Regions from separate parts of the Canis lupus genome. Here region 1 is linked to region 2. A link is a contact called in public Hi-C data. All regions are on one chromosome and are shown on one strand. The core of a region is the stretch at or near the end of the contact, and the rest is flanking DNA. Distances in the headings are between cores, read along the strand shown.

Region 1 (3,925 bases), core at 1,006-3,505, 310 kb before region 2:
TGGATAACTTCCCTTTAGACTGCATCTCCATCTCTCCTCTAGGCCCAGACACAGCAGTAATGATTGTATAGTTGCACTTTATATAGGGGAAACACCGCTGAGAGTGGAAGGTCTAAAATCCTGTTTCAGGGCTTCATCTTAAAAGTGTAGGATTTCTCAGCCCTTGGCATTATCGACATTTTATTTTTTTTAAGATTTTATTTATTTATTCATGATAGTCACACACAGAGAGAAAGAGAGAGAGAGAGAGGCAGAGACATAGGCAGAGGGAGAAGCAGGCTCCATGCAGGAAGCCGGACGTGGGATTCGATCCCAGGTCTCCAGGATCGCGCCCTGGGCCAAAGGCAGGCGCTAAACCGCTGCGCCACCCAGGGATCCCTTATCGACATTTTAGATTGGATAATTCTTTGCAGTGGAGGCACTTTCCTGCACATTGTAGGATTTTAGTAGCATTGCTGTCCCCTATTCACTAGGCACCAGTGGCATCACTCTCCATTGTGACATGTATGATGTAAATGTCTCCAGGCTTTTTCAAATGCCCCCCTCCCACCAGAGGTGCAAAATCACCCCTGGTTGAGAACGACTGACCTTGAAGAAAGAGCTTTTTTTTTCTAACTCTCCCCAAAATCCAAAATGCTATACGGTCAATTGGTATCCTGCTGGAACTTACCATTGTCCTGGGAATATTCCTCCAGGTTAAGCAGACCCAGATGCCTTGGCAGCAGCTCCCACACAATGTAAAGCTTCCATTCCCTTCTTCCTATGTCTGTCCTTTGGGCCCTAAGTGGGTCTGCATGTGTTCCCAGGAGTTACAGACTTAAGCCTGGACAGATTATCCCAGCTGGCTGACTGAAACTTAAAGGAAGGCCCATTCAGGGCAGTATGTTGATGTCCCAATGGACGGATGAACACTGTCCCTTTGCCTGTATGCCTTCTCATCACACTTTCATCCACAAACTGTTTTCTCCCATTTTGTTCGGAAAATCATTAGTCATCCGTAGGTGGATCCCTGCTGCTGTTCACCCTGGAGCATGCTCTATACTAGCAGTTTCTCAGATGAAAAGAGGTTATTTAAAAAAAGAAATGTCTATATTTCTGAGTGTCTATCCTTAATATTTTAAGATTCTTATTCTGGCTGAATGTGTGAGCCACGGCCATCTCCAGGTCAGGCATAGAAACCTCTCCTACTTCTACTTCAGATGCTTTGGAATATGAATTCCCAAATCCTCGAAGTCTCTGGCACACAAAGCGCATTTCACATGCTTTCATATGCTTTCACTAAATAGGTACCTCAACGTCTAGCTTTTCCCACAAATCTGGTTCATGTCCAGTCATTTCCTCATTACGCTGCACAGACAGAAACTTCATTTTATCTATGTAGATTTGCTTTCCTTCCCTCTCCTCATCTCAACTGTTTTCTCCTCCTTACTTGCATTCATTTGCATGTTTCAAGTTTATATTTCGGACTCTTAATATTCGGGGTGCGCAAGATTTAGTGAAAACAGGATTTAGACGAGGGGATTGCAAAAGTCACTTTAAACAATCCGTTACAATCAGTCCAGTGTCAACGGAGAAATGCGATTAACATGTTTTTAGGATGCTGAGGAATTTCCTTGGATGAGGGCAAAAGAAACTCTCCTGCCCCAGGGTGACTTGTTGGGAGGGGGCTGGGGTTCGTGGGCAGAAGACGCAGGATAGGATCTGGAAGGGGTTTGGGGTTGAAAACGTGTTACTCCTCTGCTCCTCCTTCTCCGCCCACAAAACTGAAACAATGCTTCCAGCCAGCGAATGCGTCTTGCCTGGGCCTTGAGTTGAAGGGCGCCCCCCAAACCCGCGCTGGTCAGAGCACCACTGCGCGCGACCTAAGGCAGGGCTCAGTCTCACTGCGCTGCCGCAGACCTCACTGTGGCTTTGCAACCCAGAGTCCTCAATATTAAAAGCTTTTGGGATTCGATAACAATCAGGTTCAAAAAACGTCACACTCCTTGGCAAAATAGCTCAAATTACACATCCCATTGCAAGCATCGCTAACTTTGCATTGAGTCTGTTTTCGTCTCAAGAGCAAAACGTTCTTTCTCATTCTCAAATCACCGCGGCCAGGGAAAACTAAAAGCTCTGTCAAACGAGCGCCCGGAAAGCTGATTCTTCAGACACTGAGCAACCCGAGAGCTGGACGCCGCCCGCTACCAAACCCGTACGGGAGGACGGTGGCTCGGAAGGGCCAAACTTAACAACCCGCAGTAGCGCACGAGAACGCAAGCGACGTCGGACGTAAGCCTTCCGGCCGCAGAGCCTAACGGGAGAAGCCGCGGAACGTGCTGGGGCGCCGGCCGTCCGAAAAGGAAACGAGTTCTTCAAAAGACCGGAGTGGCCTTGTAGGTTCTCTTGGCAACTCGGGGTTACCCTCCTTTTGTAGAAAGAATATTGCCCTCGCGCTTCGGGGCCACCCCGAGTTTTCTCGAGTCGCACGGTGACGCACTTCTTGAGCGCGCCAATGCGGGGCTGGCCGGAGGGCGGGCTCTTCGAATTTGAATTCCCCAACTGTTGTGGGTGACTGGGAACCTCGCGAGGGGGTACGGGTCGCCTGGGCTTGGGCTGCGGGGCCAGAGGCGCGAGCCCTGGGATCGCCCGCCCACCCTTCGCGAAGCCAAGCCCGGACTGCCGGCTTCTAGCCCTATGAGGCCCTTCACCCAAGGTATGAACTCCTTGCCCCGCTCCCCTCCCGTCCCGCGCTCGCCCCCCCCCCCCCCCCCCCGCTGGCGCTGAGGGTCCCCACCCATCAGCATTCTTGGCCCGCCGTGGGCTTTTCTACACTTTCGGCGTCGGTAGGGGTTTCATGACTATTTATTCGTTGTCTACGTATTTGTTGCGTGTCTGCTGTCGTTCAGATTCGTTTCAGTGGTGAACGCTCTAGGACTTTGTTCTAAAATCATTTCTGTAAAAAAAAAAAAAAAACACACACACACACACACACACAACCCCCAAAAAACCTTTACGTTAGAATGATTTGTGTGCATCACTGCTCTTGGACCCCAAGATCCACAGCGCTGTAGACGCACTTGATCCATCGAGCTTATAATTTCTTCTGGTTCAATTACACATTGTTTGCAAACACATTTAGATGTTAATAAAATTATTTAGCAAATGGAGGACCCTCTCATCCTACTCTTCAAAGTCACAATTTGGTACAATTCCGGATTTTTTTTCCTATGCTTTTGCTCATGTGTTGTATAGAAATGCAACTGTATGTCCTCTTCTACTCCTTCCTTTTTTATTGAATATATCCTCGCTGTTTTCTATGTCAGTTCATATACAGGAATATATCTTTTTATTGAATACATAGAATTCAGTTGTATGAATATAGCAGAATTTCGTCCCATAGTGGTGGAGATCTACATTGTTTATAGTTTGTCCAGTACTTCAGTGAACGTCCCTGTATATCGTTTGGGCCTTGACTTAGGTCCTGCTCTAATCATTGTCTGTGGGACCTTGGGCAGATTATTTAACCACCTGTGCCTTAGTTTCCCCATCTTCAAAACTTTTAAGAATTGCTGTAAGGTTATGTAGTGCTTGACATATATGCAATAAATATTGACTGTTATTACCATTTACATATTTGCATTCTTAATGTAGTTTCCATAAGAAAAAAATTTAGAAATGGAATTTCTTGATCGACAGCATGCACACCTATATTTTGAAATTGATCTTTTCAAATCTGATAAACAAGAAGTCCCATTGTTTTAATTTGCAGCTCTTCAATTATTAGTAAAACGAAATGTCATTTGACTCACTGAGTAGCTTTCTGTATTCTTTATCAATTGCCTTTCATACCTTTTGGTCGTTTTCTGTGTTGCTCATTTTTAAAAATTGATTCATTTGGTGACTTTGAATGTTATTTATAGTAATTGAATCAATCAATTCCTTT
Region 2 (3,502 bases), core at 827-3,326:
ATGAGCGATCTTGGTTATAGTTATTTTTAATTGATGCTTTGATCTCTTCAAACAGTGTCTTCATCCTGCATTTTAAAAGTTTAAAATAGAACATGTAAATTTGTGATTTCATATGCACTCATAAATGCATGAGATATGTTTAAATGAAAACAAAGCTATATAAAGATTCAAATTAGGGGTGCCTGGCAGGTTCAGTTGGTAGAGCTTGTGATTCCTGATCTCCCGGCTGTAAGTCTGAGCTTCATGTTGGGTATAGAGATGACTTAAATATAAAATCGTTAAAAAAAAAAAAAAAATTCAAATTAAATTTGGTTAGAAGGTCTACCAATATAACGAAAAAATTTAAAGTGATTCAAGCTGAGCCTTTTTTTTTGCAATATGCATGGCCTCTGGAAAGACCACTTAAGAAGCGCAATCTTTTTTGAGGTGCAGGATGAGCATTTGACAGACTTTTATACTAATTATATCTTATATAATTTTATCTGTGACATAGGAAGACCCTGAAATAAAAAATCCTAAATAAAAACAGAGCTATTTGAAGATGCAATCTAAATTTGGTCGGGCGCATTCCTCATGTAAAACCTCCTTAGCTCTTCAAAATACAAGCTGTGCTTCATTTCCTTTTTAATATACATGATTCCACTTATGAAAATGCTATAATGGAATTCTTAGCTGGGCTACAGAATAATGGCCAATTATCTTTGAAAGACCACATATGAAAAGTAATCCAGAGTACTTAACTGAATAGTGCCCAGTTGATACAAAAATCATTTCTATGCACTTTGGGATTTTTCATTTACAGTTTAGGACTATTCTGGATATTCTATTTTAACTATAGAGGCCCTGCTGTGAAGATCTGACTTGGTAAGTAATCTGATTCCCCTCTTTGTATGTTTTGGGAACGAATGGGGGTGTCCTCCTTATTTAAACTATTTATCCTTCTCCTAACCTTGAAGTTAGCTAAGCAATTTGTTTTTAGTCACTGAGAGTATTCTAGTAACACGTTCAGGTCATGTGTAGTATACAAAGCAAAATTGTACAAAGTTAAAGAATGAGGTCCTAATGAAACTGAATTGAAAATACGGCTTTACTTGAGATAATAACTGCCTAAACTAAAAACATCATAGGGTTCCTCAATGTTGCTTCTATGGAAAAGTATATTTTCATGAAAAAGAAAAGCAGGCACAACATAAATCCAATATTCAGAAGTGCAGACCTCTGTGTTTTTGTGTAAGAAATGAAGTTCACAGAGTACAGACTTGCAGAATCACTATGTTGTGCACCTGAAACTAATGTAACATTGTGTTAACTACCGTTAAAAAAAAAAAACCAAAAAACTGTTTTTACACTTTAAATAAATTTAAACCGATTTTACAATACTAGCCGACTAAAAGTTCAGTTCTACAATATAGACAACGCGGGCGCACGCACACACAGTATTTTCAGCTTGAGGCAAGATACTGTGGGCTCTAAAATATTCAACACTATATTTAGTCTTCAGTGTAGCTGTTTATTCATAGTCAGTAACGTGCTGGCTCTAGTCAACCATTTCGGAATAAGAGGGCGTGGCAAATCTGGAGCCTTAGGCAAACACCAACTGTTTCTTAATGTTTTTGGAGATTTTTCAAAAATCCCATGGCATTCAAATGCTTTAAAAATGAAAATAACTTTCTTCATGGTTTCCTTTATTTCTGTGTAATTTTAAAAAACTTTGTAGCAAGGTCACAAGCCTGAGCTCAGATTCCCAAATGTTGCCCTGGGAAGGAATCGTAAATCTCTGCACTGTTTTTCTTCAAACCATCTTTTAGACATGACCGAATAAAGAATAACTACAGCAATGGATATACTTAAGAAAGGCAAACTACAATTTTATGTATACTTATATATATATATATATCTGTAAAACGAAACTAACTTCTTTAGCCTTTTTGGGGGGGAGGGGGAAGGGAAAGACAGGGGTAGAGAGGACTGGAAGAACTAGAGGACACTTAATCGTTTCAGCATTAAGGTGGTGATTTGTTACAAAGAAAATTACAACAAAAATGAGTAAAAAAAAAAAAAAAAAAAGTGGGGAAATGGCTGCCAAGAGCTTCACTAAAAATTGTTTTAGGATTTCACCACACCGTCGAAAAAGACTTTGGTTAAGCACTGTATCAGAAGCCCTGGAGGAGGTATGCTGCTGGCATCGCTGTCGGGATTCAACAGGCCCTCCAGTTTAAGTAAGCCAGGAAGACTCCACCGACCTCTATTTCCTTGGCAAAACGACACCTTTCTTTTGCGGTCATTTTCAAGGGTGACAGCGGTCGTGAGAACCTGGACCGCTCGCCCTAGGCACAGAACGCTGCACTCCCTAAGAGCTCGGCGGTCCTAAGGGTCCTCTCTGGAATCACACCCCGAGATAGCCTGGAAAAGGGCCACGCGCTCCCCCGTGAAGCTGCACGCGGCTTCGCGGCCGGGACCGGCTGGCCGCGCGGTGGGCGCCCGCCTCCGGCCCCCGCGCTCGGGCCACGCCTACCCCGCCCCCGGCCCTCTGCGCTAGCCAAGGCCCGGCACCTGGGCTGGCCCCGCAAGGCTGGCGGGCCCCCGAGCCCCGAGCAGGTGAAACGGCTGGGCGGCCTTGCCCGCGTCCAGGTAAGGGTCCCCTAAGCGCCTGGGACTGCGGGCGCTGGGCGGCAGAGCCGGGCCGCGGAAGGCGTCCGCACACCGGCCAGTCTCCGTCCACCAGGAAGCCGACTTCTCGTACCTCCCCGGGGACCGAAAACCGCCGGTGCCGCCGCACCCGTCGCCGCCGCCGCTTGCTCATGGAGAGCCCGTGCCGCCGCCGCCGCCGCCTCATCTACTAGCACCGTCCGCTGTCTGGGCCTCCCCGGCGTGAGTGCTGGGCTCTGGCACGGCCTCCATCGCACCCGCCGCGGCGGGAGCCACAGCAGCTCCACCGCCCAGGCCGGATCCGACCCGACCCACGGAGCCAGGACCGCAGGACGCGTAGCTTCTTATTACGGAGGAAGATTCGGCCTGACCTCCTCCGGCCCCCTCCCCCCAGCCCCTAGTACCCAGCCGCCTGACGGCGCTGCTGCGCAGGCGCGAAGACGCCCCTGCCAAACGTGCGTGTGTCGGGGGTGTATACAGCATCCAGATTCGCCCAATGGGAGCCAAGATCAGGTGCGGGGGGGCGGGACCTCACGGAGAGGGGCGGCGTTCCAGTGTCAGAGGGTGGGTGGGTGGGTGGGGCAGCCGGAAGTGGGCCGGGCTTGCGTGGAGGCGGAGCTCTGTTGGCAAACCTGCTTGGCTGTTTTGAGGTTTGTATCCTTTGAGGACCTTGGTTTTCGTTTGCTTCTAGGTCTTGTCTTCTTATGGGCTTAACTCAGAAGGGAAAGCTTCGTTTTCCCAGCAAATTTTAACTATGCAAGCTTTTGATGTAAGTATGTAGTTAAGAAGAGGTGAATCAGTTAGTGGGTTAATGCCTCTCTTTAGTGTTCATAATTTGGCGAGGGTGCTGTAA

The links. A called contact is a pair of places that touch in the nucleus more often than the background predicts.
Region 1: a Hi-C map of liver shows a contact between it and region 2, with 2.2 times the contacts expected there. The contact joins the promoter of MIS18BP1 here to the promoter of LOC119872819 in region 2. A contact is called at or near these places in 4 of 9 Hi-C or Micro-C datasets (blood, liver and skin fibroblasts).

The regions. Positions count from the first base shown.
Region 1 is chr8:22,895,265-22,899,189 of UU_Cfam_GSD_1.0, reverse strand. It overlaps MIS18BP1 (mis18-binding protein 1), which reads left to right and starts at 2,255. Exons shown (of 17, transcript XM_038544624.1): 1 at 2,255-2,375. LOC111097209 (a long non-coding RNA gene) reads right to left here and starts at 2,644. Exons shown (of 7, transcript XR_005363214.1): 1 at 671-2,644.
Region 2 is chr8:22,590,348-22,593,849 of UU_Cfam_GSD_1.0, reverse strand. LOC119872819 (translation initiation factor IF-2-like) reads left to right here and starts at 2,076. Exons shown (of 4, transcript XM_038544087.1): 1 at 2,076-2,171; 2 at 2,332-2,575; 3 at 2,648-3,162; 4 at 3,341-3,502. The coding sequence starts at 2,076. The coding sequence ends at 3,430. C8H14orf28 reads right to left here and starts at 3,047. Exons shown (of 5, transcript XM_038544600.1): 1 at 2,744-3,047; 2 at 1-65. The coding sequence starts at 64.